3 separate regions of the Mus musculus genome follow, and all the other regions are linked to region 1. Evidence: chromatin contacts called from public HiChIP or PLAC-seq and promoter capture Hi-C data. All regions are on one chromosome and are shown on one strand. The core of a region is the stretch at or near the end of the contact, and the rest is flanking DNA. Distances in the headings are between cores, read along the strand shown. Region 1 holds the start of Ppp6r2 (protein phosphatase 6, regulatory subunit 2). Region 2 holds the start of Ncaph2 (non-SMC condensin II complex, subunit H2). Region 3 holds the start of Chkb (choline kinase beta).

Region 1 (2,700 bases), core at 142-2,641:
ATACCAGCACTAGGGAGGCAGAGGCAGGCGGATCTCTATGGAGTTTAAGGCCAGAGTTCCAGGACATCTATGGCTACACAGTAAAACAGTCCCGGAAAGGGGGGGGGGGGGATAGGGAATGGAATGAGATGGTAAGAAGCCAGCAAGCAGCATTGTCAGGTAGGACACAGATGAAGGTGTCAGTGAAAACCTGAAAACCTGTCTGGAATAAGGCCTAGGGACATGGTTGAGGATGGTGACAAATTGCGGGGAGGGGCTACAGCAGAAAGCGAGAATTGGGGAAAGTGACTGGACTGAGAGCTGATAGCGAACAGCAAGAGCTCCGTAATAGATTGGAAACAGCCTTCACTAAGTGAGTAGTCAGCTGTGAGGATACAAAGTAGCAGGTGAAGAAGTTCCAGAAAGAAGAGGCGCATGGGAGAAGCAAAAGATGATGGGGGGGGGGGGGGAGTGGGAGAAAGACAGTGGGTGATGATGACAACTGGGGAACGACCCGGAAGAGGAATGGGATGGAAATAAAGGACAATAACAAAGCGAGCGCTTGGCAGTGGGCACTGGTAGGAGGAGATGAGCGAGCGGGGAGGGAACGCTTGATAGGTGGAAAGGTCACCACCAGCGGGGCCCCTGATGAGGAGGGTGGAAAAAAAAAAAAAACCCAAAGATGAGATAGGGAACACTGACAACTCCCCAGGCCCTGTATCCAAGGTCCGCCCCACCTCTACAGCCACCGACAGAGGTGAGGGACCTTGATAGGAGCAGAGGTGGACAACTGGGAGGGAGAGAACCAGGCGGCCACTAAGAGGCTGAGACTAATTCTGAGAGTGGGGAAAAACTGACCACTGACAGGCCAGGAGCTGGGATAGTAGCTAAAAGGGATGTTGACTGTCAAGAAGGGTGAGCGCTGAGGGAAGGGAAGGGATGGATGGATGGATGGATGGATGGATGAATGAATGACGGCAGTGGAGAGTGCTGGCTGACCGGGAAGCAGACTGATGGAGGCGCTGACCCCCTGACGAAGCGCAGGGTGACAAAGGCGCTGCTCTACTGACAGGGCGCTGACCGCACAAGCTGAGTGACAGCAGGACGCTGACGGCCCGAAGGCGGTGGGGGGTGGGGGTGTCCCTCCTGTCCCCGGGCCGCAGGAAGCGGTGGGCGCGCGGCCGCACTCACCTGCCCAGCAGGCTGGGGGTCGCAGCGACTCCTCCTCCGAGGGAGGCCCAAGCGAGGCCAGGACGCTCGCAGAGGTGAAGTGCGGACGGCCTGGAGCGGGCCGCACGCACATGGGCCCGACCCCGCGGCGCGGCGCCTTCGGACTCGGGCGCAGCCGGCGGGAGGCTCGGGACCCGCTCGGGACCGGCTCGGGGCCGCGGGCGAGATCGCTCCAAAATGGCGGCGGCGGCGGCGGGGGCGCGCGCGAGCGAGCGAGCGGGCCGGCGGGCGAGCGCGCGGACGGGGGAGGGGCGGGGGCGCGCCCCGGGGGCGGGGCCACCGGAGGAGGCACAGAGTGGCGGCCGCGGTCCAGGGTCTGTCTGGTGGAGTCGCGCTGGGGGAACGTCCTGAGGCGTCCCCGTGATCGAGCTGGCTGTGCTAAATAAATCCTCTGGGCACCTTCAAGTCCCCAGAGCGGTGCGCGCGCTCGTCTCCGCTACGTCCTGTTTCTGAACTGGACTGTCCGCTGATCTACTTGGTTTGTTTGTTTTTTTGGTTTTTTTTTTCCTTATTTATTTATTTATTTAATGTAAGTACACTGTAGCTGTCTTCAGATGCACCAGAAGAGGGCATCAGATTTCACTGCGGATGGCTGTGAGCCATCATGTGGTGGCTGGGATTTGAACTCAGGACCTTTGGAAGAGCAGTCAGTGCTCTTAACCGCTGAGCTAGCCCTTTTTACCTTTTTTTTTTTTTTTTTTTTTTTTTTTGGTTTTTCGAGATAGGGTTTCTCAGTGTAACAGAGCCCTGGCTGTCCCGGACTTGCTTTGTACACCAGGCTGGCCTCGAACTCACAAGAGATTCTCCTGTCTCTCTGCCTCTGCCTCTGTGTTGAGATCAAAGCCGTTTTGTTTTGTTTTGTTTTGTTGTTTAGTTTCGTTTTGTTTTGTTTTTTTTTTTTCTTTTCTTGGATACCGATCCTTGTTGTCCAGGGCTTGTGTACGTCACATACGTGGCCATCTAACATGGGTTGAAATGAGTTCAAATTAAATTAATCTCTAAAATGAGACTGATTTCCGGTGGCAGTGTGAGCCATGGGAAAATATCAAAAAAAAAAAAAAAGAAACATGTAAGGAATGTGTCAACACATGCTAGCTATGAACTCACTCACTCTCAGTGGCAAGTTCACTACCGCTGTGCGAAAGTATAAGCCGGCGTGGGTGGTTGCACTTGGGAGACCAAAGCAGGAGGAGTTTCAGGCAAGCAAAACATACTGGCGCACATCTTTAATACCAGAGGCAGGGGGGATCTCTGCCAGTTCGAGACTCGCCTACTCTACTCTACTCAGCGAGTTCCGGGTCAGCTAGGACTACAGAGTGTAAAAATGTCTAAGGGGGAGACATTTCTGGGCCCTTCCAAGATTTTTTTTTTCTTTGAAGTGGTGCTGCTGTGTTTCCCCCTTTTCTCAGCAGAGGGCGCCAAAGAGACACTGTTGGAGGAAAGGAAATCGATTTTTTTTGTTTTGTTTTCTTCCCCGGTTTGGAAAGCAAA
Region 2 (2,814 bases), core at 242-2,741, 140 kb before region 1:
ATCACATCTCTTAATTTTCACCTTTAGTTAAACAGTGAAACACTACCAAAATAGAGGACTAGAATTTGAACCACAACCCAAAAGCTCCACTTTAAATAACATCCAAGAGCTCGAGTAACATCCCAGCACATGCCAAGGGAGTGGCTAGAACAAACAAATCTGGGACAGCTCACAAGGAAGATCGGTATGGGTGTATCCCACCACATGGAGTTGAAAACTTGTATTTAAAAAAAAAAAAAATCACACAAGTAAGATTTTCTATTTTTAAGGGAAAGAAGACTCCACCCCAAGAAGCTCGACACTTAAGAAAGAAAACAGAAGCAGTCAAATAGAAATCCTAAGAGCACTGTTTCAAAAAGGAAGCTGTCAGACCGAGAAATCTCCCCAACAGGGCACTTCGAGCGTCTCTTTTATTTTTAAATACGAAGACCACTACAGTTCGAGTTGAGACCTGTAACTATTCAGTAGTGGGATCCGATTGTGTTGAGCCAAAGTGTGAACGTGCAGAAACGGAGCAGACAGTGACTGAATAGACCTGAACTTAAAAAAAAACAAAACGGAGGAATGGAATGCTGATAGGCTAGATTACGGCGAGGGGCTGGGCCACCAACAGGATGGGGGAGGGGGCGGATCCTTCTGGACAAAACTGGTTCAAATTAAGAGCCTGGGGTATGGGTGCGTCGCACTGCGGGAAGATCGTGTGGGCGGGGCTTGAGGTCTAAGATACAAAATCCCTTTTCCTTCGGGAACCAGATCTCTCTCCATTACTGTAAGAGTCCTGGTATGGTAGGGTTGATTGGTAGTTGCAAATAATCGGGAGACTGGGACAGAAGACTTCGGGTTTAAGACCTGCCTTGGCGCCTGGCTCAAGAAGAAAAACAGGTTCCAAAAAAAAGCTCGGTGGTAGAGTGCCTGCCAAACCTGTCCAAAGCCCCAGGTTAAATCCGCCCCCAAAAGGGGAAAACAAAAAGTTTGCTTCTTAATGTATTGTATTCCCCCAAAGAAAACGGAAATAATGTACTTGTTGGAGAAAAATGATTATCATCCAACCAAATCGACTTCACAGCTCGCTAACCGACAGAGGCCTGAAAAGGACAGCTCCGGGAGAATCTAGCTGAAAGTTTCGAGAGGCAGGCTGGATTTTGAAGGGGGGTGAGGAAAGAAACAAGACTGCGGATGACACACCAGACGGCTACAGACCCGGAGGCGGGGGGTGGCAATGCAGCCTGAGCGCCCAGGCCGATGCCATTCCCCCGCCGCCCTCACCTCCTCCAGATACTCGCCCAGCTGTGCCGCCACGTCCACCTCCCAGTTCTTAGTGAGATCCCGGATGGGCTGCAAGAGGTGAGCAAAGCGCACCTCCACATCCTCCATGTCTAGAACGGGACTAGAAGCCCGGAACCATGGCTCAACCCGCTACTGGTTCTGGCGCCATTTTGGTGCTCCCGCCCCGGAAGTACGTAGCCAGGGCACTGCGCGCACACGTATGACGTCAGGCGGGCCCAGTTTCGAAGAAGTAAAGAAGCGGGCCCGACGGGGGCGGGGCCTACACCGGGGGCGGGGCTCCGTGTCTAGGGGGGGGGCCTGGAGGAGCGGAGGAGACTAAGTTTCTAGGTGGTTAGCGGTGAGTTCTTTGGCACTGGGTGGAGCTCAGTGACCCGACCGGACTGACGGATTCCGGCTGCGGCGTGGGCCAGAGGCCGGGCTGGGGGCAGCTAGGAGACTAGAGGGCACTACTTCGGCAAGACCGCGTAGCGGACATGGCGAGCTCCCGGGTCCCACAGCAGCTTTTCCTACAGGGTGTGGCCGCTGTCTACTTGTTCGCCTTTGCGTCCCTCTACACCCAGATCCCAGGTGAGGGCGCGGAGGGGTTGAATCGTCACACGTGGACGTGGTAGCATCCCTTCCTTCACTGCCCTCTGAGGCGGGTGTAAAGTCCAGGCCTCTCTCTGCGCGGGATTAAGGGGTGGTAGTTTGCGGGCAACAAAAGTGGAGGAAAAAGAAGCACAAGGGTCGATTTCCCTTAACTATTAGTAGTCTCATCTAGGCTTAGGGAAAAACCCCGAGGGGAGTGGGTGGCAGATTTCTACCTGGACTCTGTGGGCAGGTAAGAGAGGGATGCGCTCTAATTGACAGAAGGTGCTGACCCAGAATCAGGTCTTCTGAACCTGGTGTTGGGGGTCAACAATTTCCAACGTGAGAGAGAGAGACCATCTGGTAGACAGAGCAAGCCCTGCCTGGGATGGGAACATCTGCAAGCACAACCTGGAGTTGGGGGTTTGGGACATCTGCATGCCAGGAGCTGGTGGTGGAGCATCTCCGGGGCCTAAGTTCATGTGCATGTTAGACTGGGAAGATGTCTAAGACTTGGCCCTGACATACCCTCCCACAGGCCTCTATGGCCCAGAGGGCATCCTTCCTGCTCGAAGAACACTGCGGCCCCAAGGCAAGGGCCTGTGGCAGCAGCTGTGGGAAACACCAACGCTGCTGTGGGAGGCACCAAGACTGGGGCTGGATACTGCCCAAGGTCTGGATTTACTGACCTTATTGGGCACCGTGCTAGCCCTGGGCGCCCTGCTCCTGAACTCTCTGAGACACCCCTTCGTCTACCTGCTGCTCTGGGTTGCATACCGATCAGCCTACCAGGCAAGTGAGACACTTAAAACTTCAGCCTTCATCTAACCCACCCTCTCTCTCTGCCTCACCTGATGCAGCAGACACACAGTGGCTCCCTGACCACTTCTCTCCCTACAGGTGGGCCAAGTGTTCCTTTATTTCCAGTGGTGAGTGATTCCGGGGGCCCAATCTGCCTGA
Region 3 (2,789 bases), core at 42-2,541, 220 kb before region 1:
AAAAAATTTTGTTTTGAAGTCAATTTTCTCTCTCTCTTTTTTTTTTAGGAGATCGGTCTGGAAACACCTCAGCTGTCTGCTTCACAGATTGCTCTTAAGGCTGCTCTCTGATTGGCTCCTCTGCTGCCACCCCATTAATTCTCTTACCACCTTTCTTCTCTCACTATGTAGCCTGGCTGGCCTGGAACCCAGTATATAGACTAGACTGTCCTCAGATTCACAGGTAATTAACCACCGATTTCAGTTTCCTGAATGCTTCCCCCGCGTTCTTATACACACACACACACACACACACACACACACACACCCCGCACCCGCACAATGAACTCTCTTCCCTTTTTTTTTTTTTAAGATTTATTTATTATATGTAAGTACACTGTAGCTGTCTTCAGACGCACCAGAAGAGGGCGTCAGATCTCATTACGGGTGGTTGTGAGCCATCATGTGGTTGCTGGGATTTGAACTCAGGACCTTCGGAAGAACAGTCAGTGCTCTTAACCACTGAGCCATCTCGCCAGCCCCCACTCCCTAGGCTTTCTAAAAAAGAATTATTTATTTTTTATGTGTATGAGTACACTGTGGCTATTTTCAGACACACCAGAAGAGGGCATCGGATCCCATTACATACAGACTGTTGTGAGCCACCACATGGTTGGCGGGAATTGAACTCAGGACCTCTGGAAGAGGGATCAGTGCTCTTAACCGCTTAGCCACCTCTTCAGCCCCATCCCTAGACTTTAAAGGAAAGTCTTTTCTTAACTCTAAGGTCTCATGTTCAATTCTCCCTCCCCTACACCGAAACTCGTAGCTTTGAGGCCCTTTCATTCTAATAAACCTCATCCTTCAGATGAATTATGGATTGTGTAAGCTTCCTTTCTAAGCTGACCATTAACGTCTCCCTCTTCCCGATATTTAACAGGAGAGAGACACACTCTCTCGAGAAAGAAAAATACTTTAAGTTATTGTGTTGGGTCACATTAATGGCGCTCATGCGGTCTATGCAGCGCTGGACACGCCGGACTGATTCTTATTACGCCTTCCAGCATCACATATACACCTGCTGCCTTGTGGAAAGGGGAATCGTTAGAACCTACGTTTTCATTCTTCCATTCACTTACCCCAACTGTCACCACAGGCTCGGCTAATCTACTCCCTAGTAGAGTGTCTCACACAGCAGCTGTTATAAAGGAGCCGCAAACTACCATCGTCCATTCATTGGCCAGAGCCTGGCTCGTAAGCTTTGCGGAGCTACTGTCCAACCGCCCACGGCGCTCGGGATTGGCCTACGTCACTTCCTTGGTTCCGGACACAGTCCACGCAGTAACTTGTTTTTGCAGAGACTGATAGGCGGATCGGGCGTGGCCCGAGCGCGCCCCACTCAGGGAAAGCTGCCGTCCCTCTTTGCCTTTGAGCGCCGCAGCCCTGAGAATCGCATCTGGCTTGGAAACGGTCCCAGGACTGGAGCCACCAAGAAAGCCGAAGGCAGTCGCGAAGAGCCGAGGACGCCCAGAGACTCTGCGGCTTCCGGGAAGCGGAACCGAGCCTACCCGGAAGGAGCCAACCTCACCTGAGGCTCGCTGAGCACCGGCAGGCGTTAAACCTAACGGAGCCCACGTCATGGCGGCAGACGGGACAGGGGTAGTCGGAGGAGGGGCTGTCGGCGGCGGCCTGCCCAAGGACGGTTTGCAGGATGCTAAGTGCCCAGAGCCAATCCCCAATCGGCGGCGCGCTTCCTCGCTGTCCCGTGACGCGCAGCGCCGAGCCTATCAGTGGTGCCGGGAGTACCTGGGCGGGGCCTGGCGCCGAGCGCGGCCGGAGGAGCTGAGCGTTTGTCCCGTGAGGTCAGGGGTCAGCCCTGGGGACCCTGGGGACACTCCCAGTTCGGTCGCCGTCAGTGCTACGCGGGGGGGTGGGGGGTGGGGGCAGGTCTGCAGCCTGCTGTGCTGGGGGGCGGGGTCCCCCTTCGGGACTTGGGAGGTCCTCTCGGGAAGGGTGTCTAGAGTGGGTCCCACCAATCGGGGGGACGACCCTTGCTGAGCCTGACCTGTGTGGATCTGCAGCGGAGGCCTCAGCAACCTGCTCTTCCGATGCTCACTACCGAACCACGTACCCAGTGTGGGCGGGGAGCCCCGGGAGGTGCTGCTACGACTCTACGGGGCCATCCTGCAGGTGAGGGAAAAGAAGGATCGTAACTTGGGAGTTCGGACATCTGGAGCAAGTGGTGCAGAAAGTGGTGTCTTATTTGTGTAGCTGAATATGCTGAAGCTCAAGAATTCTCAGTCAGTAAGAGCAGAAGTCCAAGCTATTGTAGATGAAGCCGATTTGGGCCAGTACCCACGTACCTCTGGCTTTTTCTGACATGAGCCCCTTTGCCATACATCTTTTATCAGGGTGTAGACTCCTTGGTATTAGAAAGCGTGATGTTCGCCATTCTCGCAGAGCGGTCTCTAGGGCCCCAGCTTTACGGAGTGTTTCCAGAGGGCCGCTTGGAACAGTACCTCCCAGTAAGAGCCCAGTTTTTGTTGTTTTTACCCCAAGTCTTTACCCTTCCCAAAGTCTGCCTTCACATCCCAGGTAGGGAAATTTCCCTAAGACCTTGATCTCCTCCCATCCCGTATCCCTTCCCCCTCCCGCCCCAGCCCCCTCACCACCCTGATAGGTTACTGGGTACAGAGCCGGCCGTTGAAAACTCAAGAGCTCCGGGACCCAGTGTTGTCGGGAGCCATTGCAACGAGGATGGCCCGTTTCCATGGTATGGAGATGCCCTTCACTAAGGAGCCCCGATGGTT

Evidence for each region. HiChIP or PLAC-seq counts read pairs in DNA pulled down with a chosen protein or histone mark. Capture Hi-C pulls out chosen DNA fragments and counts their contacts.
Region 2: a contact with region 1 is called in a promoter capture Hi-C map of adipose tissue. The contact joins the promoter of Ncaph2 here to the promoter of Ppp6r2 in region 1. A contact is called at or near these places in 13 of 39 promoter capture datasets (the 3T3-L1 cell line, the C10 cell line, the HPC-7 cell line and 8 more), 1 of 15 datasets of contacts at CTCF or cohesin (the NIH/3T3 cell line), 19 of 484 Hi-C or Micro-C datasets (CD4 T cells, CD8 T cells, the G1E-ER4 cell line and 10 more), 12 of 115 datasets of contacts at active chromatin or transcription factors (the 230-238 cell line, the SCID.adh cell line, T-cell acute lymphoblastic leukemia and 6 more) and 3 of 9 other capture datasets (adipose tissue, liver and pancreatic islet).
Region 3: a contact with region 1 is called in an H3K4me3 HiChIP or PLAC-seq map of bone marrow-derived macrophages, with 2.9 times the contacts expected there. The contact joins the promoter of Chkb here to the promoter of Ppp6r2 in region 1. A contact is called at or near these places in 14 of 39 promoter capture datasets (the 3T3-L1 cell line, the C10 cell line, the HPC-7 cell line and 9 more), 10 of 484 Hi-C or Micro-C datasets (B cells, CD4 T cells, CD8 T cells and 6 more), 5 of 115 datasets of contacts at active chromatin or transcription factors (bone marrow-derived macrophages, effector CD8 T cells, extraembryonic endoderm stem cells and 1 more) and 3 of 9 other capture datasets (adipose tissue, liver and pancreatic islet).

What each region holds. Positions count from the first base shown.
Region 1 is chr15:89,210,250-89,212,949 of GRCm38.p6, reverse strand. It overlaps Ppp6r2 (protein phosphatase 6, regulatory subunit 2), which reads right to left and starts at 1,391. Exons shown (of 25, transcript NM_026813.2): 1 at 1,171-1,391.
Region 2 is chr15:89,354,396-89,357,209 of GRCm38.p6, reverse strand. It overlaps Ncaph2 (non-SMC condensin II complex, subunit H2), which reads right to left and starts at 1,491. Exons shown (of 20, transcript NM_001115132.2): 1 at 1,267-1,491. The coding sequence starts at 1,374. It overlaps Lmf2 (lipase maturation factor 2), which reads left to right and starts at 1,551. Exons shown (of 14, transcript NM_178919.4): 1 at 1,551-1,854; 2 at 2,393-2,646; 3 at 2,755-2,783. The coding sequence starts at 1,761.
Region 3 is chr15:89,428,429-89,431,217 of GRCm38.p6, reverse strand. It overlaps Chkb (choline kinase beta), which reads left to right and starts at 1,291. Exons shown (of 11, transcript NM_007692.6): 1 at 1,291-1,841; 2 at 2,061-2,169; 3 at 2,391-2,504; 4 at 2,674-2,789. The coding sequence starts at 1,618. It overlaps Gm44502 (predicted readthrough transcript (NMD candidate), 44502), which reads left to right and starts at 1,291. Exons shown (of 27, transcript NR_004843.2): 1 at 1,291-1,841; 2 at 2,061-2,169; 3 at 2,391-2,789. It overlaps C730034F03Rik (a long non-coding RNA gene), which reads right to left and starts at 1,203. Exons shown (of 4, transcript XR_875570.1): 1 at 1,119-1,203.